Regions from separate parts of the Mus musculus genome. Here regions 1, 2, 3, 5 and 6 are each linked to region 4. A link is a contact called in public HiCAR-type and promoter capture Hi-C data. All regions are on one chromosome and are shown on one strand. Each heading gives the region's core, a stretch centred on a gene start, on an enhancer-like site or on the middle of the called end of the contact. The rest is flanking DNA. Distances are from core to core; before and after follow the strand shown.

Region 1 (4,920 bases), core at 1,862-4,361, 1.4 Mb after region 4:
AAACATCAATTATCGTCCATTTTTCCCATACGCTTGAATGATAAGAGTTACTGAATAGACGACCCAAAAATTAGCTGAAGAAAAATGTTTCCTCAGTAAAGGTTAATGTTTGCAACCATGGGCTTTAAAACTTGATAAAATATACTTCCTGGTTCAATCAAATCTGCAGTGGATACTTATGTGACAAATATCTAAAAAGCTCTCTGGGGATGCCACATTACCAGGGGGTAAGGACACTCTCTTAAATAGTCAACTAGTAAAATAACAGAGTTAGACATAATGGAAGAAGTTACATTCCAGGATCTTTGCAATTGCCAGTGTCCAAGAGAACCGTGTTTTCAAACAAGAGATGAGGTAAATCCTCAACTACATCAAGCTCATGTAAGGCTGAGCATCCTGTAAACAGTTATCATAGCTGATCTGGTTTCAATACCTGTCACATGAATGCCATTACAGAACTAATTCCAAGAAACCTGTGCCTGCATGCAAAAGCCCTGTACAAGATTAACTCAGTTCAAAACCCAGCATGGGAGAAAGAGGTTGTCTGACCACTACATGTTATCAGCAGCTCTGGCCTTGGAAAAAGAAGGGGGAGATCTCTTCAAAGATGTTCTCACCCACATACAACTAGCATGAAATGGATTCAGTACTTTAAAAAGTTGAAGAAATGGCCTTTGTGAAAATAGAACACCCCTTCTCCATAAATGTCCTGTAGGTATAAAAGATTCAAGAGACATAACTGAACATAATAAAGGCAGATTACAGCAAGCCTAGAACTAAGATCAAATTAAATGGAAAGAAACACAAACAATTCCAGTAAAATCTCTATCTATTTAACATAGTACTTGAAGTCTTAGCTAGAGCAGTATGACAGCTGAAGGAGATTAAGAAGATACAATTTGGATGGCAAGGAACGAATTAAAAATACCCTATTTATAATTGATATGATAGTATACATAAGTGACCCAAGAATTTCCACCAAGAAACTTCTATAACTCATAAACACTTTCCCCAAAGTAGCTAAATACAAAATTAATGCACAAAAATCAATAGCCTTCCATTATACAAATGACAAACTGAATAAAGGAAAACAACACCTTTCACAATAGCCTCAAAAAATATTAAGTATGTTGGTGTTAACTCTATGCTGTTGAGGTTCTGTGTTTTGCTCATATTGTAATGCTAGATAGTGGCCCAAGGCCTGGTTGCCTCCTAGGGATCAGAGATTCTGCAGGTACTCAAGTGATGCACTTTATCCTTGCCCCCAAAGTGATCACTGATTGGTGAATAAAGATGCCTACAGCTAAGAGATGGGCAGAAGAGAAATAGGCTTGGTGGGGAGGTGTGTCAGAGAAGAACCCTGGGGAGAAAGAAAGTGGAAGAAGAGGAAGCCACCATGGGCTAAGAGTCTTAGATAATGGCCATGTTGGCTGGCCAATTGGAGTTTAAAGCAGCCAAGATAAAACATGGCAAAATATAGTGGAATTAATATTTGGGATATAGATATATTAATAGCATAGACCATAGATACGTTCCTAGTTCTAGCACTCATAAAAGCATATTATAAAGATTGTGTATGTCTTTTACCTTGGAAGTGAATAATCAAAATCTGGGTAGAAACAACAGTTGAGATTATATATTTTCCACAACACATTACAAGCAAGTGTAAGACTTCTATGATAAAAGATTCAAGTTTTTTTTTAAGAAAGAAATTGAAGAATATACTAGAATGTGGAAAGATCTCCCATGCTTGTTGATGAGGAGGATTCACATAGTAAAACTGGCCATCCTACCAAAAGAAATCTATATATTCAATGCATTCCTTACCCAAATACCAGGTTCTGTGTTATAGACCAGAGTGATAAAATGATGTGTCAGACACAAATGCCCTTTCCCTTGAGAATTCAAGTATTATTACGTCCATTTTCCTTACCGTTCTAACCCTGACCATGAATCCTGTCTGCATGGAATTTTAAGTACTATAAACTCACATCAGAAGGCATTTTATTTTTCCTGGCTATCAAAATTCTGTTGTAGTATCACTATATTTTTTCTTACATGAACTGGGGCTGATGCTGATGTTTTCATTCATGTTATGATTGTCAGACTATTTATAGGAAAATATTTGTGCAAACTATTTGCATTATCTATTTTCTTTGCTATTGTGGCCATTTCAAATCTCTTGGAGTTTAACTTTATCAGTGCTTTCCAACTGCCCTGTTGTACAGCTTTTGTTTCTACAGAGTGACCTTTGTCCCTGGAGCTCCCCAGAGAGCTTGCAGAGCACCCTCCCATCATTCTCTGTCCCATCCGTTTTTATCCACATTTTCATCTCAGTGGTCCCTCTTATACTTCATGTATGCTTTGATACATGCTTTGGAAGGAAGCCAAACTTTGTGAGTCATTTTTAGTATTGTGTGTTGGGGTGCAACATAAGAAATTGGAATTTATCTCTTAAACTCTTGTCTCCCTTGCCTCTACCTCCCTAGTGCCTCCCCCTGCCCTCCATTCCTTTCCACCCTCTCTCCAGGAGGGCATGGCCAGCCTCCACTTACCTACTCTCTCCTTCTGTCTTTCTCTGCCTCTACTACTCTCTTAACTCCCATCCCCATGCCTTAAATAAACTCTTTTGTATACTTGAAAGAAAGAAAGAAAGAAAGAAAGAAAGAAAGAAAGAAAGAAAGGAATTTAGGGTCTTGGTTATATTTTGCTGTGCGATTGTAGCCGAGGAGGCTAGTGTCCCAAGCTAAGAAGTTAGGCTGCCTGTTTATTATCTGAGGGTTTCAGAACTCACTCTCAGATGTCAGAGTGCAGCATCATTCAGAACCAGTTTTTCCTAGTCTGTCAGCAAGCAGCAGGGAGGTTGTGCAGAGCAGGTCCACAGGTGGAGCTGTGTGGCAGGAAGCTGATGACTGAGCGGGAGGGAATGGAACCCCCAGGGCAGGGATAAAGGCAAGAGCAGGACCTTGACCAGAACAGGAAAAAAGCAGTAGTAATTAAGGAGGGGAAAGCTCTTGCTCTCAAACTATTTTGGGAAACCACGTGACCATAACCACGGTTTATTGGGCGGGTCTAGGAGAGCAGCTCCTAAGATCCAGTCCTGGGTGACAGGAACTTCCACCGATTGTCTTTCTACCTTCCGGTTTCTGCATTCTAGCTCTCTCTGGACCCGGAAAAGTCTCCTCCGAAGCATTTTCTTGGCTGCGGACCTGGGAGAGTCAGCAGTTCAGCTGCCAGCACTGCAGCTCGGCGGCCCCGGAAGGTCCCAGGTCAGAGGAGCTGCGGGGCTGGGAAACGGGAGGGAGCAGAGCAGGGGGGAGTTTTCCGCAGCTGCTCTTAAGGACGCCACTCTCACAGTTCTGTTGTAGATGTCTCACCACTGATTAGAAGTTTGAGATCCTGTGACCTGGGATTTATCGTGATTCTTTAAAAATGTATTTTACAATTACTGGAATATTCAGTCATAAAATCACTGGTAAACCAGAACACCCTCCCCGCCCCAACCTAAGCTCCCTGGGACAAAACCACCAACCAAAGAGTAGACATGCAGGGACCCATGGCTCCAGCTGCACACTTAGCAGGAAATGGCCTTATTGGTCATCACTGGGAGGGGAGCCCCTTGGTCCTGTGCAGGCTCAATGACCCAGGGTAGGGGAATGCTAGGGCGCTGAGGTAGAAGTGGGTGGGTAGGTGGGGGAGCACACTCATAGAGGCAGGGGGAGGGGATAGTGGGTTTGTGGAAAGGGGATAACATTTGAAATGTAAAAAAAATAACCAATAAAAACATGAAGAAAAAAAAAACCTTGTAAAAGAGCGGTTGCATTATCTATTTCCTAATGAGCCAATTACAAAGATAGTGGAAAGTAAATTTGTTCTTGCTTTCTTGCCTTGTTTTACTAATTGCTTATTCAAGAGAATGCCTTTGGCCCGGTTAATAGGCATCCCCAGAGAGCTTTGTATATAATATTATATGAGGAATAGTGCAGATTTATTGAACCAAAAATTATACTTTATCGAGCCCTACTGTTATGGGTGTAAACACTAATATTTACTAAGCAAACTTTTTAGTGGCCATGAACTTTTTAATCAGAATTGTATGCAGTTTAGGATGTAAGTAAAACATTCAGAAATATGTCTTCATATGCTGAGTTCTTATGTTACTCCTTGGGTCCAAGCAAGCCCAATATTGCAGATCTTAGACCAGACTATTGATTAAAAATAAAGTTTTAGAAAACATCTTTTTACTGAAGGGGTCTGCAACCCTATAGGTAGAACAACAATATGAACTAACCAGTACCCACAGAGCTCATATCTCTAGCTGCATATGTAGCAGAAGATGGCCTAGTCGGCCATCACTGGGAAGAGAGGCCTCTTGGTATTGCAAACTTTATATGCCCCAATACAGGGGAATGCCAGGGCCAAGAAGCCGGAATGGGTGGGTAGGGGAGCAGGGCAGAGGGAGGGTATAGGGAACTTTCGGGATATCATTTGAAATGTAGATAAAGAAAATATCTAATAAGAAAGAAAGAAAGAAAGAAAGAAAGAAAGAAAGAAAGAAAGAAAGAAAGAAAGAAAACAAGAACTGGATTTTTCATAAGAAAAGGGAATTCATTAGCTCAGATTTGGGGAGAAAAATGTTAAAACAGCATGGCACTATAATGTGCACTGTTATAATATGCACTCTAGCAAATGGCACCATTGCAAGGGTCATGTGAATTAAAGAGAGCTCATGTGAAAAGACAGAACTCTAAGGATGGGGATATCACAATCAGATACTCAGAAAGCTAGCACAGGCTACAATGAGAGCTGCATAGTTCTTTCTAATGGCCACTGATCAATGATATGTCATTAATTCTATGTCTTCAAAGTCTCAAGTCTCTTCGGGATGCATTTTCTAATACTTACTGAGTTTTTCAATTC
Region 2 (4,902 bases), core at 2,270-4,769, 1.6 Mb after region 4:
CCTCTCCTGGGCATATATCCAGAAGATGCCCCAACTGGTAAGAAGGACACATGCTCCACTATGTTCATAGCAGCCTTATTTATAATAGCCAGAAGCTGGAAAGAACCCAGATGCCCCTCAACAGAGGAATGGATACAGAAAATGTGGTACATCTACACAATGGAGTACTACTCAGCTATTAAAAAGAATGAATTTATGAAATTCCTAGCCAAATGGATGGACCTGGAAGGCATCATCCTGAGTGAGGTAACACATTCACAAAGGAACTCACACAATATGTACTCACTGATAAGTGGATATTAGCCCAAAACCTAGGATACCCAAGATATAAGATACAATTTGCTAAACACATGAAACTCAAGAAAAATGAAGACTGAAGTGTGGACACTATGCCCCTCCTTAGAAGTGGGAACAAAACACCCATGAAAGGAGTTACAGAGACAAAGTTTAAAGCTGAGACGAAAGGATGGACCATGTAGAGACTACCATATCCAGGGATCCACCCCATAATCAGCTTCCAAACGCTGACACCATTGCATACACTAGCAAGATTTTATCGAAAGGACCCAGATGTAGCTGTCTCTTGTGAGACTATGCCGGGGCCTAGCAAACACAGAAGTGGATGCTCACAGTCAGCTAATGGATGGATCACAGGGCTCCCAATGGAGGAGCTAGAGAAAGTACCCAAGGAGCTAAACGGATCTGCAACCCTATAGGTGGAACAACATTATGAACTAACCAGTATCCCGGAGCTCTTGACTCTAGCTGCATATGTATCAAAAGATGGCCTATTTGGCCATCACTGGAAAGAGAGGCCCATTGGACATGCAAAGTTTATATGCCCCAGTACAGGGGAACGCCAGGGCCAAAAAGGGGGAGTGGGTGGGTAGGGGAGTGGGGGTGGGTGGGTATGGGGGACTTCTGGTATAGCATTGGAAATGTAAATGAGCTAAATACCTAATAAAAAATGGAAAAAAAAGAAATTCTGCAACTTTCAAAAAATAGTTAAAATTAATATTCTTCAAATTATTAGGAACATCCCACAATTTATGAGGCTCCAGTTAACCCAGATAGCAAACCAAAAACGTGGGTATAGAGAATTACGGAAGCTTATGAATATACATGCAAAAATACCCATAAAATACTTCCAAGAATAAAAAGTATCCCTAAACACAATCAAGCAGACTTTGTCTCAGAGATGAAGGGATAGTTCAAAATACAAGAATCAATAAAAATAATCCACCATACCGAAAAAAGAACTGAAGAAAAAAAGGCATGTTCACCTCATAACATGCAGAAATGGCCTTTGACAAAATAGAACACCCCTTCTCCATAAATGTTCTGTAGGTATTAAAGATTCAAGAGACATAACTGAACATAATAAAGGCAGATTACAGCAAGCATAGAACCAAGATCAAATTAAGGGGAAAGAAACTCAAACAATTCCAGTAAAATCTCTATCTATTTAACATAGTACTTGAAGTCTTAGCTAGAGCAGTGTGACAACTGAAGGAGAATAAGAAGATACAATTTGGATGGCAAGGAAAGAATTAAAAATACCCTATTTATAATTGATATGATAGTATACATAAGTGACCCAAGAATTTCCACCAAGAAACTTCTATAACTCATAAACACTTTCCCCAAAGTAGCTAAATACAAAATTAATGCACAAAAATCAATAGTCTTCCATTATACAAATGACAAACTGAATAAAAGAAAAAATTCAGGAAAACGACACCTTTCACAATAGCCTCAAAAAATATAAAGTATGTTGGTGTTAACTCTATGCTGTTGAGGTTCTGTGTTTTGCTCATATTGTAATGCTAAATAGTGGCCCAAGGCCTGGTTGCCTCCTAGGGATCAGAGATTCTGCAGAGACTCAAGTGATGTTCTTTATCCTTACCCCCAAAGTGATCACTGATTGGTGAATAAAGATGCCTTCAGCTAATAGTTGGGCAGAAGAGAAATAGGCTTGGTGGGGAGGTGTGTCAGAGAAGAACCCTGGGGAGAAAGAAGGTGGAAGAAGAGGAAGCCACCATGAGCTAAGAGTCTTCGATAATGGCCATGTTGGCTGGCTAATTGGAGTTCAAAGCAACCAAAATAAAACATGGCAAAATATAGTGGGATTAATAGTTGGGAGATAGACATACTAATAGCATAGATGATATATACATTCCTAGTACTAGGGCTGATAAAGGCATATTATGAAGATTGTGTATGTCTTTTACCTTGAAAGTGAATAATCAAAACCTGGGTAGAAACAACAGTTGAGATTATATGTTTTCCACACCACATTGCAAGCAAGTATAAGACATCTATGATAAAAGAATCAAGTTTTTGAAGACAGAAATTAAAGAATATACTAGAATGTGGAAAGATCTCCCAAGCTTGTGGATGAGGAGGATTCACATAGTAAAACTGGCCATCCTACCAAAAGAAAAATATATATTCAATGCATTCCTTACCCAAATACCAGCTTCTGTGTTATAGACCAGAGTGATAAAATGATGTGTCAGACACAAATGCCCTTTCCCTTGAGAATTCAAGTATTATTACGTCCATTTTCCTTACCGTTCTGATTCTGACCACGATTCCCGTCTGCATGGAATTTTAAGTACTATAAACTCACGTCAGAAGGCATTTTATTTTTCCTGGCTATCAAAATTCTGTTGTGCTATCACTGTATTTTTGCTTACATGAACTGGGGCTGACGCTGATGTTTTCATTCATGTTATGGTTGTCAGACTATTTGTAGGAAAATATTTGTGCAAACTATTTGCATTATCTATTTTCTTTGCTATTGTGGCCATGACAAATCTCTTGGAGTTTAACTTTATCAGTGCTTTCCAACTGCCCTGTTGTACACCTTGTTGTTTCCACAGAGTGACCGTTGTCCCTGGAGCTCCCCAGAGAGCTTGCAGAGCACCCTCCCACCATTCTCTGTTCCATCTGTCTTTATCCACATTTTCATCTCAGTGGTCCCTCTTATACTTCATGTATGCTTTGATACATGCTTTGGAAGGAAGCCAAATTTTGGGACTCATTTTTAGTTTTGTGTGTTGGGGTGCAACATAGAAATTGGAATTTATCTCTTAAAGTCTTGTCTCTCTGGCCTCTTCCTCCCTTGTTCCTTCCTCTGCCCTCCATTCCTTTCCACCCTCTCTCCAGGAGGGCAAGGCCAGTCTCCACTTACCTACTCTCTCCTTCTCTCTGTCTTTCTTTGCCTCCATTACTCTCTTAAAGCCCCACCCCATGCCCTAAATAAACTCTACTCTACACAAAAAAAAAAAAAAAAAAAAAAGAATTTAGGGTCTAGGTTATATTTTGCTGTGCGATTGTAGCCTAGGAGGCTAGTGTCCAAAGGTAAGAAGTTAGGCTGCCTCTCTATTATCTGAGGGTTTCAGAACTCACTCTCAGATGTCAAGAGTTCAGCTTCCTATGGAACCAGTTTTTTTCTAGTCTGTCAGCAAGCAGTAGGGAGGTTGTGCAGAGCAGGTCCGCAGGTGGAGCTGTGTGGCAGGAAGCTGATGACTGAGCAGGAGGGAATGGAATCCCCGGGGCAGGGATAAAGGCAAGACCAGGACATTGACCAGAACAGGAAAAAAGCAGTAGTAATTAAGGAGGGGAAAGCTCTTGCTCTCAAACTGATTTGGGGGACCACGTGACCATAACCACGGTTTATTGGGCGGGTCTAGGAGAGCAGCTCCTAAGATCCAGGCCTGAGTGACAGGAACTTCCACCGATCGTCTTTCTACCTTCCGGTTTCCGCATCCTTGCCCTTTCTGGACCCGGAAAAGTCTCCACAGACGCGGTTTTGTGACTGTGGACCTGGGAGAGTCAGCAGCGCAGCGGCGGGCACCGCAGCCCGGCGGCCCCGGAAGGTCCCAGGTCAGAGGAGCTGCGGGGCTGGGAAACGGGAGGGAGCGGAGCAGGGGGATGTTTTCCGCAGCTGCTTTTATGGATGCCGCTCTCACAGTTCTGTTGTAGATATCTTACCACTGACCAGAAGTTTGAGATCCTGTGACCTGGGATTTATCGTGATTTTTTAAAATTTATCTTACAGTTACAGGAATATTCAGTCATAAAATCACTGTTAAACCAGAACACCCTACCCGCCCCAACCCAAGCTCCCTGGGACTAAACCACCAACCAAAGAGTAGACATGCAGGGACCCATGGCTCCAGATGCACTTGTAGCAGAGAATGGCCCTATTGGTCATCACTGGGAGGGGAGCCCCTTGGTCCTGTGCAGGCTCAATGACCCAGGGTAGGGGAATGCTAGGGCGATGAGGTAGAAGTGAGTGTGTAGGTGGGGCAGCACACTCTTAGAGGCAGGGGTAGGGGATAGTGGGTTTGTGGAGGAGAAACTGAGAAAGGGGATAACATTTGAAATGTAAAAATATACCCAATAAAAAAATGGAAAAAAAAAACTTGTAAAAGGGCAGTTGCACCATCTATTTCCTAATGTGCCAATTACAAAGATAGTGGAAAGTGAATTTGTTCTTGCTTTCTTGCTTTGTTTTACTAATTGCTTATTCAAGAGAATGCCTTTGGCCCGGTTAATAGGCATCCCCAGAGAGCTTTGTATATACTATTATATGAGGAACCAGTGCAGATTTATTGAACCAAAAAATATACTTTATCGAGCCCTACTGTTATGGGTGTAAACACTAATATTTACTAAGCAGACATTTTAGTGGCCATGAACTTTTTAATCAGAGTTGTATGCAGTTTAGGATGTAAGTAAAACATTCAGAACTATGTCTTCATATGCTGAGTTCTTATGTTACTCCTTGGGTCCAGGCAAGCCCAATATTGGAGTCTCTTCGACACACTATACATTAAAATAAAGTTTTAGAAAACATCTTTTGAATAATTATGATCACTCCCCTGTATCAGA
Region 3 (4,580 bases), core at 1,086-3,585, 1.9 Mb after region 4:
TTCCTTGCTTTGTATAGGAAGATTAAGTAACCCTTTGGCCTAGTCGCTCACTCTGCCTGCCCTTGTGGTTTTTTAGCAAAGCAACAGTATGTTTTGAACTTATGGATCAGCTATTAACCTCACAGCTATTAAATCATGGCTATCAGAGTCAGGGGAATTTCAGGGACAAGGTCAGGGTGGTTTGTGGTCTTTCTTAGAATTTAGTGTGGGTCAGGGTAGGGGACTTTCTCTGGGAACTGCTATCTTGTTATGGTTATTTTTCTGAGAACAGCTCATTTTGGTTTGGCAGCTGCAGACTTAGTCATTTTGACCGCTATGGTTCTGAACGTCCCTTCAGGGGAGAAGGGGCTGGGTGGTCTTGAACTTTATTTTGGACTCTACATAACATCACTCACATGCACAATCAAATAAATTTTATTTGCCTCCTAGCATTCAATTTTTGTGTAGGAAGAATTGTAGGACAATTCTGAGGTGATTTTGTCTCAGTGGAAGTCTCCAGAATTATTTCTAGTGAAACAGAAAGTGGCAAAACTGATTTCATGTCCCACTTCCACATTCACTTGAATCCCTTGCCATCCTTTCACCAATCCTCCAACATACCTGGATCCTTAGGTACTGTCTCCTCCCTCTCCACCTTCTAGGTTTCCACAGATAAGCAGGTCTGGGTGATCAGTGAACCCTGCACATGAGAAAAAGAGTATTTAGCAAGCACCTTCATTTCTGGCACAGCACTGTGCTCAGGAGATAAAAAGAAAATTCTACGGCGATCCCCCAATTCTCATGCAGTGTCAGAATACTGAAAATATTTAGGAAGCATTTTCAGTTAGTGTAACTTGAACCTCACTTTCAGTCACAGCTCAGTCAAGTCTCAGGGGCACAAATGGAACTGAATGACTGGGATGAGAATATGATACACTAGAGAGGTTCTGAATTTATTATGGACTAAAAAAGGATGGAAGCTTTACACTGTCAAAGATCTCACAATTGCAGAATAACTTGCCTCTTCCTGAGGAGGAACAAGGGAGGCTGGAAGCAAACTGTTCTCACCCACACAAACCAGAGTGCTGAAATTCTGCAACAAGGCCTTCCCAGAAGGGTCCTGACACTGCCTGTTCTTCTGGAAGTCCACAGTCACACCAGTGGCTGAGAAATGACCACAAAATACAAAACAGCAGTTTAAGTCCTTGTCCTGGTGCACACCTTTAGTCCCAAATGTAGGGATTAAAGGCGTGTGCCAATACCACCTGGTTTATAATGCGCAAACTGTGAAAATACTGTGACCTATACCCTCAAATAGCCTACTGTGCCTTTCCAGGTTCTAGGAACTCAGCACAAAAACACGATTTTCTTTTCTTTCTTTCTTTCTTTCTGTCCTTTTGTTTTTTGTTGTTGTTGAGACAGGAGCTCATCATGTAGCTCTGGCTATCCTGACCTCACCAAGCAGACCAGGCTGGTCTCCAACTCTTTGATCTGCCTGCCTCTGTCCTCCCTCCCCCATGCTGGGATTAAAGATGCATGCCAACAAGCCTGGTGCATTTATAGCAGAATATTGCATTTACATCAGGGAGTGCATGTCTCCGAAGGAAAGGTAATGGTGGGTATAGAGTTTACTTTTAAATGTTAATGGTTAAAACCATATCTATGAAACTCGCAAAAAAATATGCTTTTGGATTCAATTACATTTGCAGCCACTCCTTTCATGACTGCTGTCTAAAAGCTCTCAGCAGATGCCAAGTCACCAAGTATGTTCACGGGTATAACAAGGGAGTTAGCATGGATGAATGTAAATTCCAAGAGCTTTGTCCTTTTCACCTAAATAAAGAGAACTGTTTTGCAAGCATCAAAAGATAAATTCAAATATTCTCCTAGACCACTCTACTATGAATATTTTGGCAATCAGGTGAACAATAAAAAACAAATCAGGATTACTTCAGTTCATATGACCTAAAATTGTGTTGACAAGGGAAGAAACCCACAGCAAAACTTCAGAGCTTGCTTCCTTAGGAACAGCAGAGAAACTGATCACAGCCTGGTCCCCTCCCTCCCCTTTCCCAGCCCCTCAGCTTCTCTGACCTGGGAGGATCCAGGGCGGTAGGGAGGCGGGTCCAGCTGCTGCACTGCAGACTTCCCCACCATTCCCCGCGCGGCGCCCACGTCAGCCCCGAGTTTTACCTTCCCCGAAGTCCACCCTGTGTTCTGACCCCAGGTCTGCACCACATGATTCCCCACGGTGCAGGCCTGCTTGCTCTGCACCTGAACAGGTCATTGACACTCAGGCTTTGGCTCTCAGTACAACTACCCAGGCCTCATCAGCCGGTTCCCAGCTTCCGTTTACGTCACCCCCTAACTCCTCCCACTCTGAACACTTTTCTACATCACACACCCGCCTCAACAGGCCACATCCTCACACCCTCTGTTTCCGGGTAAGTGGCCCCGCCTTACGGAGATAGCTCCCTCCCATTCTGTGTCAAGCTGCCTTCCACACAGCTCCAGATGTCAGGCTGAACAGTCTCCCCTCATGCTTGCTGCCAGCCTAGACCAGAAGTGAGAAGTGGACCTGCTAGGAGGCTGTGCACCCAATGTTTGACACACACAGTGAGTTTTGAACCCTTTATATCCAAGATAGCCTGACACCTGGACTTGACAACCAGCCTCTGGGCTACATAGTTCATACCAAACAGCAACAGGCTCTCCCATCCCAACACACAAACATGAGAAGCCAAAATACTGAAATTCTGACTTAGGGAGAGACATTTAAAGAACTTAAGTCAGAGATCTGGTAGCTTTTGCTACCAGCCCAAGGCAGAATTCACCCCGCAGTGTACTGCTTTCACCACAAGAAGGCAGACTTGCCAGTTCACTAACTCAGAAAGACATTAGCCTTCTATGACTCATACTTAAAGTCCTTTGAGAGAAAATATAGAATTTCTTCCTTCTGTCGTTCCTTCCTTCCTTCTTTCCTTCCTTTTTTAATAGAGTGATGGGTGCAGAGACTCTTGACTATCCTGATAGAGAAAATAAGTAAAACTTAAGCCGTCAGCTACACCATCAATCTCTACCTCTGGGGACACCACCAAGGAAGAAGAGGTGGTTAGGAAATAAGAAGGGAAAAAGGAGGGGAAAGGCTAAGACACGACACAGCATTCTCCAGACCATACAACTATTGTAATCAGTAACCAACAGCAGCTGTCTTTATGTGCACTGGCCTCACACAAGACCACAGTCAGTGTAGGTTAGGGAATGGCACACACAACCTCTCAGATGTTGACTATGGATAGATTCATAGATTCTAGAAGAGTGATGTGCCTTTAGCATATCAGGGTCCAGCACACATCAGGCTCCAAACCCACAGTCTCACAAATGGCTCTGGTTCATCTCAGTGGATCACAAGCAATATGAATAGATATGGACACAGTAGAGTGACTGTTGGAATTGTGAACCAGGATAGTGGAGAGGTAGGAGATGAGAGTGGGCAGTATTTGATGTGAGCGCACAAATGCACACACACATTCTGTGTGTATATACATGTATATGTGAGTGTAAAATAGTTAATAATAGAAAGATTGGGAGGATTCATTCATTCATTCATTCAGGACAGGATTTTGCCATGTAAACCTGTTTTTAAAGGCAACAGTTTAAATGATTACATCAGTCTGTAATTTATTGCTTGGTAGCATCAGTATCTTATGGGATTTTTGTTTTTGTTGACTTTGTTGTTGTTTTGCAAGATAAGTTGGCCTTGAATTCACTGAGATGAACCTACTCTGGCTCTAGCATGCTAAGGTTACAGACATGTGCCACCATGCTGGACTCATTATCTGCTTTAGAAAGAGCTAATATCAAGAGTCAGGAGTTGTCATTAGTCTCCCTGTGGGAGCCCCACATTTTATGGAGACTTTGGTGACTCACTGTAACTATTGGCTACAGGAGGCATGCAGCCAGCTCTTAGAGTGATTGATGGACTAACTGCACAGCAGAGGCATTTAGCCTTGCACCTCCAACCCCCGAACCCCTGACTAGGCAAACATCAGTCCCCAGCTTAAAAAGCTATGGTTCAGAGGCAGTGTCTAGGAAAGGGCTGGCGTTCAAGCCTATGATTTGTAGCCCATGGTCTCTGCTGCCTGGCCCGCTGTCAGCTCTGGGGGGCACAGCTCTTTCTTTCTTAGCCTGAGATATGAAACCCTGGAATCACGCTCAGCAAAACAGCATGCATTCTAACCTGTACTCGGAACCCTGACCACATAGCTAGGGGAAAACCCAACATTGGCAAGGAATCATTTCTCTTTCGTTCCTAGCTGCCATCATGGCTTTTATCTTAAAGGGATAACATGCCTTTTATCTGCAAAACTGAAATAATTTAGATTAAAGGAAGTTTGTGTCACATGTTGGTTTTCCAAATGTTGTAGTAAATATTAATTGGGAGTTTCTACCTTGCCTTAGATCATTTACTTCCCAAATAAAAAACACAAAACCTTTATATTTATAATAAGCTTTAAAGCATTAGAGCTGAGCAGATATCAACCCTCTAAGGAATTTTGTTTATTTTCTGTCAATACCTCCGTGATATAATTTGCCACCTT
Region 4 (4,991 bases), core at 505-3,004:
CTATGGTTATGGTGGGCCTAGTTTCCTGCCCCATGGCTTGGAGTGATAGCTTCACTCTCAGCAAGAGTCCAGCCCCAGTTAAGTCACTCTCCTCCTACAGGTTAGTCCTTAGAGTCAGGGTTAGAATGGCAAGCTCCTGTCAAATGCTCCCTTGTGTAAGTTCTAGGACAGGACAGTCCTGCTTGCTTCAGGCGCCTGTCCACTGTTTGGTACCTAGCAAGTCCACAGTAAATATTTGTTGTACATTGATTATACCCAAATATTCACTCTACAAATATCGGCAACTTCTTCCTGATGCAAGAAGTCCCTGACCCTGTGCTGGTCTGAAGCCAGTTACCCAGAATGCTCTCTGCTTCCCCTCCTCACTTCTTCCACCCACAATAGGCCACTGAAGGTTGGGATGTCAGCCCAAGGTTGACTCTGACCCCATCCCCTCACCTAGGCTGTGTGGCTTATCGGGATGAAAAGGGCTCGGACTTTGTCCAGACACTGGTGGAGGTCATCAGAGCCAACCCTGGAAGAGATCTCCTTGAGCTGCTGACTGAGGTGTGAGGAACGGGGTTAGGAGGGGAGAAAGAGGGGCTGGATCTGTGGGAGTGTTCTCATTACCTTCCACTTAACCCAGGGAAAGGAGAAGCAAGGAGAAGGCTCTCTCTCTCTCTCTCTCTCTCTCTCTCCCTCCCTCCCTCCCTCCCTCCCTCCCTCCCTCCCTCCCTCCCTCCCTCCCTCCCTCTTGCCCTCACATCAAGAGATGCTCAAATACAGGGCACATTGGTCAGACAAACTCAGCAGCAGCTATTACATACACTAAATAAAGTTCAGGAGAGGAGGACACCAGAAGCCATTGGGAGGAGGGGACTGAGGTGGGGGGTATACTGGGAAGTAGAAGGAGCCAGCAGGGGGTGCAGGAAGGGAGGTGCCACTGGGTTGTTACAGAATAGGGTCAGTTCATTTGTACAGTTTTGCAGGCTAATAGGGAGGTCCTCTTCTTGTGTTGAGGTCAGGGTGGGCAATGCTGGTCTGGCTGATTATATGATTATATATATGGGGTGGGGAGCCTTTCCCTTTGGGTGGGGGACTTTTTGGTTGAGAGCAAGGAGCTCATGTAAAACTGCTGGGTTAGTATTAGGCTCAAAGATGATTAGGTAGCACTTGAAATTTTAGGCTTACAGAACAACAGACACAAGAGTCGGTCATTGAGGAGCATGCCTGTAGCTGGGAGGTAGTGGCAGGACCAGAGACTGAGACCAGCCTAGGATTCATAGACTATTTCAGAAAGTATCGACCTCTCCGCAAAAACCCCTCCAGCAGACAATGACTGCAGTGGGTGTGATGGACTGAGCCCCTCAGGGCCTAGCTGAGTGTCAACAGGGTCAACAGGCGGGTGTGTGAGCTGGACGTCCTGGGGCCAGACAGTGATGAGCTGTGCAAAGCCTGCCTGGAGATCCGCAGCTTGCTCAGGCGCCGGCTCTGTTTATAGGACGAGCAACCTCACCACTTCCCCTACATCCCCTCTTCACACCCTGTCATCGATGCAGCAGTTTGGGCGTGGGAGCTCACATAGCGCCAATAAATATGTATGTGTTCATGATCGGCGTGCTCCGGAAAATGTATGCTCTTTCTGAAATACGTGAGATAATGGGGAAAGTTACCTGGTAGTAGATAGGGGATCGACTGTGCTCTCGGGAACCAGAGGTTGAATCGGGTCTGTGCTTCCTGTCTGGGACTACGGAACCTCACAAGGCTGACCTGGATATGCTGGGAGAGGCTTAGGGAGAAAGAAGTTCTGGGAAGGATCATCTCCGGAACTATAACTCTCGCCTCGCTGAGTCCCTGATGCGGGCGGTCTCAATCTCCACATGGCGCTGGGGCCATGGAGTTGCCAGAGAGGCGAGCCAGCACGGGTCTGGAGACTGGAAAAGACAATTGTGGATACTTCAGTGACGTGATAGGGCAAGTTCATGTGGGTTGTCCCTGGTCTTGAGTTGAGGGCCAGCCAATGGAGGAGATCTGAAAGACGAGCCTCTAGGATCCGGAAGGGCTTCTGCTGACTGACTGCTCAGGAGTCTGATTATATCGGTTCAAACTTGTGGAGGCTCCTTTGAGACTGTCACTAAATAGATTGGCTCAATAGGTAGGATTTTTCTTTGGTTTAAGCATGCGCAGTAGGCGCTTGAATAAGTCTTATGGAGAGAGCTAAGGCCTGAGTCAGTGTAGGGCCGCGTGGCCTAATGGATAAGGCGTCTGATTCCGGATCAGAAGATTGGGGGTTCGAGTCCCTTCGTGGTCGCTGCGTGCATTTGCTTTTTAAAAACCTACCTTAAAATTTCCCATTCTCAAATTTGCTTTTCAAACTCTTGTCTGGTACCCCGGAAGGAAGACCAGCATGTTTGTATTAAGTAGGTGAAGTTATTATCTCAAGACAGACTACGAGCAGCTCGAATTAGTGCCAAGGAAAGGAACCGAATAGATGCTAGATTGGATTGCTTACGTGGTGGGTGGGAGGTGTCCCAAGGGAACGTTAAAGACATTTGATTAAAATAAAAAACTCAGTAGGCTATCTGGGTGAATGCAATTGTCACTGAACTGAACACTTGAAAATAACTAAAGCAGTAAATTCGGTTTATATGTCCACAGCTTTAAAATCCATGAAACAGTAAGAAAATTAGATTTCTTACAATGTCCAGGCACACCTGTAATGCCGGTATTTAGGAGGCGGAGGCAGGGGAATTAAAAGCCACTGGGCTACATGAGATCCTGTCTCAACAACAACAGAGGCGTCTCCTTACAGGTCCAGTGTAAATATAAATTTTTAAATAGCAAGAATATGTCCCAGATTGAGTTGACATTTAACCTGGTGTGTGTGTGTGGGATATCTCTATTTAAGGGATTCGGTCTAAGTGGAACCGTTGTCATCCCTACAACTCCCAGGAGAACCACAGAATGGGAGGGCGGGGTACCAGCTCACGTGACAGAGCCTTGTGCAGAATAATTTTCTCTTTAATGTTACAGTGGCTTAATAAAGCTTGCAAATATGTTATATCAGACACACACATGAGATAAAGGAGAGTCAAAAGGACACGAGGATAACGCAACTGGGCCGGAACCCACAAGCCTCAAGCCAAAACTCGACCTCAGGTTCTTCCGACTGTGCTGTTTAGTTGTTGCTGTTGTTGTTTAATTTACTTTAATTTTTTTGAGGGGGGTGGGTATCAAGTAAAATATATAGGCCAGTTGTATACTCTATAAAGAGAAAGCATGAAGACCTGTCCCTACCAAGTAACATTTGGTTGAAGAGACGGTGGAAGACTGGACAGAGACCCGGCACAGTTATCCTGGACAGGGAACCGGCACTGCAAAGCACATACATTATCGTGCCGGCTCCAGTTTCCTGCATCCTGCATCACAAACACGTTTTCCATCATACTGGTCGTCCGGGTTCAAAGGGCTCATTCAGTATTGGAATCTTGGATATCTTGCACCATAGAAAGACGCGTACCTGTTCTGTAAACCAGTGAGCAAAATAAAAGCAGCGATGTACGTGTTTCAGTCGCCTCCTTACAAGTGCGTCCTCCTTTAGATCTTAAGGGTGCTCGGGGCCCGGCAACGTTAGAGCCGGTACCTTGGCTGAAATGGTACACACGGTTGATGGACACGGAAAGAACCCAAAGACTCAGACTGGTGGAACATCCATAACGTCTCTTTCTCGTCAGCCCCGGTGGCCTAATGGATAAGGCATTGGCCTCCTAAGCCAGGGATTGTGGGTTCGAGTCCCACCCGGGGTAATGAGGTGTTTTAGGCACTTTTAGGTAGCTGGTAAGTGAGCTGAAGAGAAACGGTTCCTTGCAGGTGGTTTTGCTTTCAAAATTTTGTTTTGTTCTCAAATAAATTTCAACCTACCATTTCAAGGTAATGTTTTGTTTTCAAATAAATGTCAACTTACCATTTCAATATAGTTCTGGCTGTCCTGAAATTCACTTTGTAGACCAGGCTGGCACTCGAACTCCGCCTGCCTCTGCCTCCCGAGTGCTGGGATTAAAGGCGTGCGCCACCATAGCCGGCTCAAGGTAATGTTTTGTTTTCAAATAAATACGCTTTCACTTTACAAAATACCATATGGTTTTATTTGAACGATTTTTATGTACCACCAATTATTAGTTGATACTCAAACATAGTAATTGTTCAGATCGTAGACGTACAATTCCATTGCAGTTCCTTAAAATACATACATACATACATACATACATACATACATACATACATACGTCTTGTTATGTAGACCAGACTGGGCTCGAACTCAAAAATCCTTCTGCATCTTCTTTCTGAACACTAGGATTACAGATGACTCCAGGTTAGGTTATATGTATTTTCAAAAAAGTCCTTTTTTTTTTTTTTTTTTTAAATAAACCCAATTATTTAGAGACTACCTTTCAAGGCAACTGGTTAATTTTTAAATTATAGTTTGGGGGCATAGATCACTGGTAGACTCAAGGCACTGAATACTATTTTCTTAGCTCGAATACATATTTGAAATAGATAATAATAGTATACTTTAAAAATACATAGAATGCATGGCTTCATCTTTCGATAAAAACGTCCCAAAATACAGGCTTTGATATATCATAAAATTGGAAGTTTCTGATGCGTGGTGTGTCAAGGACCCTTCCTAAATAATGCTGTCTTTCACAAGGCCTCCCTGAGGCTGCTGGTTCATCTTACACTGGGATTCTGCAACATGTACGATGTAATTATATTTTCTTCGTTTGTCAGTCTTAGCTGGGTACATAATGATTGTATGGAGGTCTTTGGGGTTTGACCCTGATTTTCTAGAGATTCAGTCCATAGATAGGGTCCTTAATGTTCTTCCTATTGTACCTTTAAATTATTTAAATTTGATGTGTTTATGAAGTATCAAATTAAATGTGTAAAAACTAAATCTATAGAGCTAATCTAAGTAAAAGGGGACTTTCCATAGGATTGTGACTCTTTTG
Region 5 (4,691 bases), core at 1,882-4,381, 1.7 Mb before region 4:
AGATGGACATAGGACTGCAGGAGATAAAGCCAACCAGCAATGTGAGATTTCTGTTAAATGGCCACTGACCACTTCCCCGATTGGCCCTGAGGTAGCAGAGGAAGGTTTAGGAGTACCCAGCCTTGGAGTAGCTAAGGCATTTTAAAGTTAACTGGCAAGCATGTGTGTGTGTGTGTGTGTGTGTGTGTGTGTGTGTGTGTCCTCCATTCACGAATCCAGATAGCTCCTAGGAGGGTGTGTGCATGCGAGCCAAAGCCATGGAGCACAAACTCACTGCTACACTTGGCTTCCCTTTACACCCAGAGAGATGGCCCCAGTCAAGACCCCTGTCCACTGAGAATGCGTATCTTGAAAAATATAAAGTTTCTAGGCTGATATAGCCTCCTACTCCAGTCCAACCCAGCCAACTCCACATTACCATTCCTGACATTCCCTCTAGCACAAGGGCCTTTGGGTCTTAACACGGCATCTGCCCGGATATGAGTTCTCTGTGCTGGTTGAACTCAGCACCCTGGACCAATGGGAAGTGTCTTCTGCATCTACTCAGCAAACAAAGTGGTGCTATGGTGTTGTGGATTTGGTTTATTGCTTATATTAATTGGGTTCCCAAATTACATGAGAATTCACACATCTGCATGCAAGGCACAGTGGGACCCTACCAATTGGCTCTAATTGGTAAATAAAGTTGCCAGGCTGCCAATGGCTGGGCAGGGAGACTGAGGTGGGACTTTAAATAAGAGTTTCTGGGCAAGGGAACCATGGGGAAAAGAGGGATTTTTAGAATCGCCATGCTGGGGAAGCAGGAGGATCAGTCTTGAGAGCTGTAGGAGAGAAAGCATACGGCCATGTAAGAGCTGAGGATGAGTGGCCCCAGGGGGCCCTCCCCAAATAGTGTCTGGGGTAGCAAAGATGGAATATAGATTTTAGTAAATGATAAATTCAGGAGTCTCAGAGGGTAGGTGTTAGCAATGTGGAAGGTTGGGAGGGGCCCAGCTGTTGGGCTGCTTAGGGCATATTAAAAATAAGGCTGCATGTGTGTGTCTTTTATTCAAGAATCCACATGGAGCCGGGGCAGTGGTGGCGCACGACTTTGATCCCAGCACTTGGGAGGCAGAGGCAGGCAGATTTCTGAGTTTGAGGCCAGTCTGGTCTACATTGAGTTCTAGAACAGCCAGAACTACACAGAGAAACCCTGTCTCAAAAAACCAAAAAAAACAAAACAAAACAAAAAAAAGAATCTACATGGGATAGTCATAAGAAGTGCTTGCCTGCTAGGGAGATTAGAGTGATTTGCATACTATCACTACACCATGGCGTTACATCATACACTCCTGCTCTAAACCTTCTGCAGTGCCCTGTGGACCACAGATCAATCCTTTCAATAACTACATACGACTTCCAGCTGCCTCTCCACGCAGTCTTTCCCTCAGTCTCATTCCTGCAGAAAATCCAATATCCGTGAGTCCAGACCAGGCTCAACTGTGACCCTAGCTGAAAAGTAGATTCCAAAGTGGATGTGGTACGATTTGTGCAATTTAGGGGTGGAATCACATAGAACAGGACTTCAAGGTCAGTTGGAGGCCAGGCAGGGATAATGCATAGGACCCTAAACTAAAAAAACAAAGTAAAAAGATTACTGGGCCACTCAGAGCCACCGGCCACAAAATGAGAGCCCCCAGACAATCTGCTGATAACTTTGGTCCCAGATGGTACAATTCACAGGCCAACATCCCTAAGTGCCCAGGAGCCACCAGACTTGGAAGCTGTTTTGCAGGCTGGGATGGATCCAAACCAGATCTGTTGGGGGTACAGATCTAGTGTGTCAGGAACTTGTATCTAAGCCGACCTTGTCTACAACTCAGCCCCAATGAGAGACCAAGGTCCCTCAGGATCTGGTGCTCACTGTGATCTTAACTCTTAAACAGTACGGCTACGAACAGGAGGAATTAACAGGGTGAGCTCCAGGGAATGTTGGACAATTGTGGGCAAGGGGCATGGGACCTTAGTTCCTGTTTTGGGGCACCCAACAACCTCAAAAGGTAAGAGGAGAACGAAGGAAGGAGAGAGTGGTGAGTAGATGGACGGAGATACTGACAGATGAACACTGGAGTCCCTGGCAGCAATTGGACCCATAGTCCAAATTCCCAGGAAGCCCTTGTTGGCTGCAACTGGCCCCGAAAGGCCTCCAGCACGTGCCAAAAAAAAAGGAGCAGGCGCCAGAATGGCCACCAGGGGGCCAGCCGACGGTTCTAAGTACCCGTCCCGTCGGTGAGTCGGTGAGGAAGCATCCGAGCTGGGTTGCAGAGGACTGGCCGAGGAAACTGGACTAGGCCACGGCGTGACAAAAGCGTGTCCAGCGGGGCCAGCAGAAGCCGCACAGGGGTTTCAGGTGGAACTAAGGTGTGGGGTGCGGCACAGGGAAGAGGCCTGGGGCGCGCGCGCGGGGGGGGGGGTCCGCGGGTGCTGCCCCTCCCCCACGGCGCAGGCCCATTCCCCTCCCCCACTAGGGGGCTAACTCGTAGGTTAGGGAGCATCCACATTTCTCTCCCCGTCGGTTTTGCTTGCGTTTGGCCCTTTGTATGAGGCTAGTTCATTGGATAGTTTCGAGGTTCACCCCGCCCAAGTTCCTGAGCTGGCCAATTGCAGAAAGTGTCACAGCGCGCTAAGTTCCGGGGATCGTCACCGTACTGCGACGATTCCCAGGATGTTTAGGCCTCAGTGATCTTTGCTCCCGGGACTCGGGCCTTGAGCCCAAGGATACCTCCAGAGCCTGTGCCCGGGAAGGTGCCCTCTGAGCATCCGGATGACCCTTGGGAATCTATGCTTCTTTTTCCTCACACGACTCTCTGATGTGTCCTCGAGTGGACGCGCTCATCCCGAAGAGGAGTTTGCAGACGCTCCCTCGAGCCTAGGACGCGGCCCCTTTAAGAGTGCGGCCGTTCAGGGCACCGCCTGCTTGGACAGGCGCCCTGGGCTCGGGCTCCTTAGGCGGTCGCGGGCAACGAGGGCGCGGCAGCCGCGTGCGGGCTGCGGGAAGCTCGTGTTTAAGTAGACGCGTAGGCCACCGGACGGGAGGGACGGTAAGCTGAGCAGGCGTGTGGCGGGCAGCCCAGCTCAGGCCCCGCCCCGCCCGCTGGGGTCCTGCGCTCCGTGCTGCGCGCGGCGGGCGCGGAGGGAAGTCCCGAGACAAAGGAGCGCCGCCGCCTCTGCCGCCGCGACGGTCCGGGCCGCGGTCGCCCAGGTGAGCCGCCACCGGCCTGCGCACGCACTCCCATCTTCGCCCGGACTCGCCGCCGTTCCCAGTGAGCTTCCGGGAGGCGCCGAGCGGAGCCACGGCGGCCTCCTCTCGCTCGCGGCCTCCGAGTCTCGGCCTTCGGGGCACTAGGGCCCAGCCGCTGTGCCACGGGAGAATACAGGGTTGGGAGCACGGCCCACTGCCCCCCTACTCTTGGCGAACTGAGTTCCGCCGACCCCGCAACAGATAATCTGAGCTTCCCAGTAGCTCCCAGACGCGTTCTGGGCGGTGCTGGGCTCCGTAGTTAGGCGAGTGAGAGTGCGGAAGGCCGTGAGTACTGGGCCGTGTCGGGGCCTGTAAGCACCCGGAGTCACATCAGAAGGCTTCGTTCGTTACCGAGACGCTAGGCTTGTAGCTTGGGTTTTTGTGGGGGAGTCTTGTGTATATTCTCTGCCCCACCTTCCTTTATTCTTAAGGAACTGTTGTTTTAGTGGATGAGTTAGTTACCTGCCTGCATAGCAGAAAACGGGCGTCGAAGGGGAGTTTGTTTTCTTTCTAAAGGTATTCAGGCTGTGAGTGATCGCAGTCCTGCCCTCCTCTGGCTGTCTCTGCCACTGGAAACTTAACAAACAGCGTGGTATACTTACTGAAGGATCCTTAGGGCCTACAGTGTGCATTCGAGTAAAAGAGGCCGCTTCGCCCTATCCAAGCCAGCCGTAGTGCCTGGTACCCATGTTCCCTCTGCCGAGGTGGGCGGAGATAAGCAACCTTGCACAGGCTCTCTGACCGGTAAGTAGCTCTGAAGTAGGTGGTGTCGCCAGACAAATACTGTACACTGTAGGAAGCCTGGAGTCATAAGACCCATCCCTGTATGTCCTTCCTGTCTCTAGTAGTGGGGAGGGGAATGGTTTTTTGGTTTGGTTTGGTTTAGTTTGGTCATTGCATCACAAAACTTTTAGCTCGTGAAGTGACTGTTTGCCTGGGAAGGCAAGTTGTGTTTAAGTGGCTTTTGGAGTGCTTGCGGGAGCAGCAGCACTGCCCCCCAAGTTTCTGCCTAGATCATTGCCAGGGTGCTCCTAGGGTTCCTTTTCCTCGACCGTGGGGCAAAAGGCCTTTAAGAGTTCTGATAAGAGCCACCTCTCACTTCTCCCTGTTTTTGAGACAGGATCTCTTGTAGCCAAGGCTAACCTTGAACTCTTGGTGATTCCCTGGTTCTGTCTCCTTAACACTGAGTGTCCAGGCAAGAGCAGTTGAGCTAGCTTCTCGGTTCTTCTCACTTAGGATAGCTGCAGTTGGATGCTAGGACAGAGTTCTCTGGGCACACAACTTTATCCTGAAGTCAGTTACAGCTGTCCCAACAGCTTTGTGTGGCCCGGTGTCCAGGCTTCTTTCTCCAGAGCACTGGCCCCGGGCTCCAGAGAGAAACCTGTTAGGAAACCCTGCCCAGACTTGCTTG
Region 6 (4,713 bases), core at 841-3,340, 2.0 Mb after region 4:
TCTGGGTGATCAGCGAACCCTGTACATGAGAAAGTGATTCTTCAAAAAGCACCTGGATTTGTAACATAGTACTGTGATCAGTAGGTTAAGAGAGGATTGCACAATGATCCCCCCCAATTCTCATGCAGTTTCAGAATATTGAAAATATTTAGAAAGCATTTTTGGTTAGCATAAGTTGAACCTCACTTCTATTTATAGATCAGTGAAAGCTGGTGGGCAAAAATGAAATGGAATGATATGGATGAGAATATTATATACTAGGGAGGTCGTTATTTATCCTGGACTAAAAATGATGGACGCCTTATACCCCCAAAGGGATTAAAAATCCTTATACCCCCAAAAGCTTGCAAAATAAAACACCAAAAACCCTGAGGAGGAGCAAGGGAGGCTGGAAGCAAACTATTCTCACCCATACAAACCAGACGGCTGTAATTCTGCAACATCCAGTCTCTGTACAAAGCCTCCCCAGCATGGTCCTGACATTGCCCCTCCTTCTTGAAGAAGTCCACAGTCACACCAGTGGCTGTGAACTGACCACAAAGTACAAAACAGCAGTAAAAATATTTGTCTTGGTTCACACCTTTAATCCTAGCACTCAGGAGACAGAGTTGGGTGGAACTCAGTGACTTCCACTCCAGCCTGGTCTACAAGGTGAGTTTAGTCCAGATGTAGCAACAGAATGGGCTCAGGGATCAAACACAGCAAACAAAAGAACTAAAAAATTACAGTTTGGTTGTATGTCCATAGAGTCCTTTACTAGAAAGGAGACAAAAGACTACTATTGACATTTTTCTAATATAGAAGAGTTAATTTTTCAAAAGACGCTTTATAGTTTTATAGTTTACAACAATACGTTTCATTCGTGTTTTCATTTTTCTTCTCCCGTTTCCAATAGACGGGATTTCTCCATAGCCCTGACTGTCCTTAAACCATGTCTGTATACCAGGATGACAAGGATCTTCTAGACCTACCTGCCTGTTTCCCAAGATAGGGATTAAAGATTTGTGCTTATAATGTCCTTTCTAACTGTGAACTGTAACAGATGTGCAGCTTAGTTGTCATGTGGGCCCTGTAACAACTGGAGCAGAGCCTGTCTCTGACTCTGTTGTCTGCCTTTGGATTCCTTTTCCAACTGGGCAGTCTTGTCTAGCCTCAATGGTAGATAAGCCTAGTCCTACTGCAACTAGACTGGCTGAGCCACTGGACTCCTCCCCTTCTCTGAGGAGAAATGGAGGAGGAAATTGGTGGAGGAGAAGCAGGAGGAATGGACTGGGAGGAGAGGAAGTGGGGGGAGGGGTGGTGTTTGCGATAGAAGTGTAAAGTAAATAAATTAATAATGAGAAATAAAAGTTTACTTATAAATGTTAATGTTCACAACCATACCTATGTAATTTGCAAAAATAAAATATTCTTTCAGATTATTTGCAACCACTCCTTTATATATAGTATCTAAAAGATATCCGGGGATGCCAAGTCACTGTAAGTCTCCTGGTAAAACAGGCCAGTTAGAGTGAATGAATGTAAATTTCAAGAGCTTTTTCCTTTTAACCTGAACAAACAGAATTGGTTTTCAAAAATCAATACATAAATTCAAATATTCTACTACAGTATTCTAATAGGAACATTTGGCATTCAGAAGTCAATTTAAAAAAAAAAAAAAAAAAAAACAGGATTAGTCCGATTTATGTGAGCTAAAAGTTCTCGACAAGGGAAGAAAGACATCTACAGCAGAATTCCCGAGCCAGGTTCCTTAGAAGCAGAAGACAAACCGATCACACCCTGTTCCCTTCCCGCCCTTTTCCAACCCCACAGCTCCTCTGACCTGGGCGGTTCCAGGGCCGCCTGGCTCCGGTTCTCGCCGCTTTGCGACTGATTGCTGATTCCTCCAGGATGCCCCGCAAGGCACCCGCGGCTGCCTGGAGTTTTAGCTTCCCACGAAGTCCTCTGTGTCCTCTGACCCCAGGTCTGAACCACGCGATTCCCCACGGGGCAGGGCCGCGAGCTCTGGACCTGACAGGTCCTTGACACTTCTGGTTCTTCGTCCCACGTTTCCAGCCTCCCACACCCAGTTTCCAGCTTCCGTTCACGTCACTGCCCTAACTCCTCCCACTGGGAATACTCCTCCCACTCGGAACACTATGTTTTCCACCCCCACCTAATGTCTAACAACCTTCCACCATGTTTCTGGGTGAATATCCCTGCCCCGCGAACACGTCCCTCCCACTTTGTCTCAGGCTTCCTGCCATACAGCTCCAGCTGTCAGGCTGCTTCGGACCCGCTATGCACAGCCTCCCAGTGGCCACTGTCTGCCTAGACCAGAACTGGGCCTAATAGGACGCTGCACCCCGGTATCTGATCCCCATCCTGGGTACTGAATCCTTTAGATGCAAAATAGCCTAAAACTAGCCTCTAGGACACATACTTCATACCAAACAATAACAGGCTAACTTGAGAAGCCAGAGTCCCATTCCCAACACACAAACATAGGAAGCCAATACCAAATTCTGAAAATTTGACTATGGTACAGACATTCAAAGAACTTGGATTTTGAAAAAAAAAAAGAAAGGTGTCTAAAGAAGTCAGTAGTCATCGTTTTGTCATCAGCATAGGGCTGAAGTCATCCCGCACTGTACTGCTTTCACCACTAGATGTCATTTTACTAACTCAGAAAGGCATTTGTCTTCTGTGAGTCATTCACGAGGCTCTTTTCTCATGACAGATTTCTGGTGGATGCAGACTCTTGGCTAGCCCAGTCGCAAAAAAAAAAAAAAAAAAAAAAAAGTAAAGTACGTGGTTCTAGTCATAAAAAAGTCTGTTACTCTATAACAACTCCAGCTCTGGGAACACTGAGGAAGAAGAGTAGGTTAGGAAATAAGGGAAAGAGGGAAAAGGGCTAAGACACACCATCCTCTAGATCCCATACAACTATTGTAATCAGTAACCAACAGCAACTGTCCTTCCCTGCACTGGCCTCACACAAGACCACAGTCAGTCTAGGAAGTGGAACAGCTCTCTATATGTTGGCTATGGATAGAGTGTAGAAGAATCACTGCCTTTAGTTGTCATCCTATACTGAGCACATCAGACTCCAGCAAGGTCTCACAAATGACTCTGGTTCATCTCAGTGATCCCAGGCAAAAATGAATGGAGATGAACACAGTAGAGTGACTGTTGGAACTGTGGACCATAGTGAAGAGGTAGGAGGTGAGAGTGGCAGTATTTGAAGTGGGCACAGAAACACACAATGCTGTCATGTGTGTGTGTCTGTGTTTGTGATATATCTAATAATAGAAAAGGGGGGGGGGTATTTATTCATCCATTCATTATAGACAGAGTTTCTCTGTGTGTACCTGTGTTTAAAAGCTGGTGCTAAGCCGGGTGTGGTGGCGCACACCTTTGATCCTAGCACTCGGGAGGCAGAGGCAGGTGGATTTCTGAGTTAGAGGCCTGCCTGGTCTACAAAGTGAGTTCTAGGACAGCCAGGGCTAAACAGAGAAACCCTGTCTCAAAAAAACAAAAACAAAACAAAACAATACAAAACAAAACAAAACAAAAAAACGGTGCTAATGTGACCAGATCAATTGTTTAATTTTAACACCAGTGTGAGATTTCTTTTTGGTTGTATCACTATGTGGTGGGATTTTTGTTTTTTGAGACATGCTGGCCTGGAAGTCACTGAGATTAGCGTTCCCTGCCTCTGGAATGCTAGGATTGATTCAAGGCATACTCCACCATGGCAGGTTCAGTATCTCGTTTACTATCAGGTAATAGAGTTTAAGAGTCTTGATTGTTGTGTGTGTGTCAAGAAATATTAAGTGTTAAGCTGATTTGTTGTTAGTTCTTTGGAGTTCTGATAGACTCCTGTCATTCTACTCATGGAGTTCTTTTAAGGATGGCATCTTATAATTGCTTCAGTCCCATTGTTTCTCTTAGTTTTATTTATATTATTTATTTCACATTGTTTATATTTGGCATGTTATATACATCATTTCAATTAGAGTATTCTATTTAGTAAAATAGAAGTCTTTAATATCAGTAAACAGAAGATCTTATTAGCACATTTCTATCAAGTTAGTTGAGCCTTTACCTTGCGTAACTATCAGAACCTTATGAGCTGGGCAGTGGTGGCATATGCCTTTAATTCAGGCACTCAGGAGGTCTCTGTGAGTTCCACATCAGCCAAAGTTACACAATTGAAACCCTGTCTCTACAAACAAACAAACCAACAAGCCAATCAAACACATAAGAAAACAGTATGTATAGTCAGGCAAGGTCTTGTAAGCCTTCAAACCAAGCACTCAGAAGGCAGGAACAGGGGAACTCTGTGTTCAAGGCCCCCCTCGTCTAAATAGAGAATCTAGGACATCTTGCAATACACAGAGAGATCCTGCCTCAAAATAAAACAGACTCTTCCCTGAGGAGGAGCTTGTATGAACCCAGAATCAGCCTGCAAGCTTCCAAAGCAAGAATCTAACCAACAGTCTTACTCAGTTATGATGCCGATAAACCAAATCAACAATCATCTTGGCAGGACAACTCTAAGGGTGCAGTAACAACAAACTCATGTTGGTGGTAAACAACAGCTCTCTAGTTGGATTTAAAACACTCTTAACAAAAGAAAACCATGACTGGTACTGGAAACATAGCTACCTACTCAGTGCTGGTGAAATCAGGAATCTTACAGGAGACCAACAACCACCACTTTACTAAAGC

What was found. Promoter capture Hi-C pulls out the DNA fragments that hold promoters and counts their contacts. HiCAR-type assays count read pairs that join an accessible place to other places. Capture Hi-C pulls out chosen DNA fragments and counts their contacts.
Region 1: a promoter capture Hi-C map of hippocampal neurons shows a contact between it and region 4, with 4 times the contacts expected there. The contact joins the promoter of Zfp947 here to the promoter of 6330415G19Rik in region 4. A contact is called at or near these places in 2 of 39 promoter capture datasets (the 3T3-L1 cell line and hippocampal neurons) and 2 of 115 datasets of contacts at active chromatin or transcription factors (embryonic stem cells and large pre-B cells).
Region 2: a contact with region 4 is called in a promoter capture Hi-C map of hippocampal neurons, with 3 times the contacts expected there. The contact joins the promoter of Zfp995 here to the promoter of 6330415G19Rik in region 4. A contact is called at or near these places in 1 of 39 promoter capture datasets (hippocampal neurons), 3 of 115 datasets of contacts at active chromatin or transcription factors (the NIH/3T3 cell line, astrocytes and microglia) and 1 of 9 other capture datasets (adipose tissue).
Region 3: a contact with region 4 is called in a HiCAR-type map of astrocytes, with 4 times the contacts expected there. The contact joins the promoter of Zfp983 here to the promoter of 6330415G19Rik in region 4. A contact is called at or near these places in 2 of 39 promoter capture datasets (the 3T3-L1 cell line and hippocampal neurons) and 2 of 115 datasets of contacts at active chromatin or transcription factors (astrocytes and large pre-B cells).
Region 5: a contact with region 4 is called in a promoter capture Hi-C map of erythroid cells, with 9 times the contacts expected there. The contact joins the promoter of Ube2i here to the promoter of 6330415G19Rik in region 4. A contact is called at or near these places in 2 of 39 promoter capture datasets (erythroid cells and neutrophils).
Region 6: a promoter capture Hi-C map of adipose tissue shows a contact between it and region 4, with 6 times the contacts expected there. The contact joins the promoter of Zfp948 here to the promoter of 6330415G19Rik in region 4. A contact is called at or near these places in 6 of 39 promoter capture datasets (the 3T3-L1 cell line, the C10 cell line, cranial neural crest and 3 more), 1 of 484 Hi-C or Micro-C datasets (muscle stem cells), 3 of 115 datasets of contacts at active chromatin or transcription factors (astrocytes, kidney and pancreatic cancer cells) and 1 of 9 other capture datasets (adipose tissue).

Annotation. Positions count from the first base shown.
Region 1 is chr17:22,164,168-22,169,087 of GRCm38.p6, reverse strand. It overlaps Zfp947 (zinc finger protein 947), which reads left to right and starts at 3,111. Exons shown (of 5, transcript NM_177596.3): 1 at 3,111-3,269.
Region 2 is chr17:21,908,543-21,913,444 of GRCm38.p6, reverse strand. Zfp995 (zinc finger protein 995) reads left to right here and starts at 3,519. Exons shown (of 5, transcript NM_001256493.1): 1 at 3,519-3,891.
Region 3 is chr17:21,648,366-21,652,945 of GRCm38.p6, reverse strand. It overlaps Zfp983 (zinc finger protein 983), which reads right to left and starts at 2,335. Exons shown (of 7, transcript NM_001357098.1): 1 at 2,074-2,335; 2 at 1,001-1,143; 3 at 601-679.
Region 4 is chr17:23,547,562-23,552,552 of GRCm38.p6, reverse strand. It overlaps 6330415G19Rik (RIKEN cDNA 6330415G19 gene), which reads right to left and starts at 1,754. Exons shown (of 2, transcript NR_126484.1): 1 at 1,653-1,754. n-TRccg2 (a tRNA gene) reads left to right here and starts at 2,218; the gene lies at 2,218-2,290. n-TRcct2 (a tRNA gene) reads left to right here and starts at 3,713; the gene lies at 3,713-3,785. It also overlaps the pseudogene Casp16.
Region 5 is chr17:25,271,871-25,276,561 of GRCm38.p6, reverse strand. It overlaps Ube2i (ubiquitin-conjugating enzyme E2I), which reads left to right and starts at 3,131. Exons shown (of 7, transcript NM_001177610.1): 1 at 3,131-3,241. It overlaps Gm17801 (predicted gene, 17801), which reads right to left and starts at 2,438. Exons shown (of 1, transcript NR_027452.1): 1 at 1,034-2,438.
Region 6 is chr17:21,564,355-21,569,067 of GRCm38.p6, reverse strand. It overlaps Zfp948 (zinc finger protein 948), which reads right to left and starts at 2,090. Exons shown (of 6, transcript NM_001002008.2): 1 at 1,823-2,090; 2 at 1-19.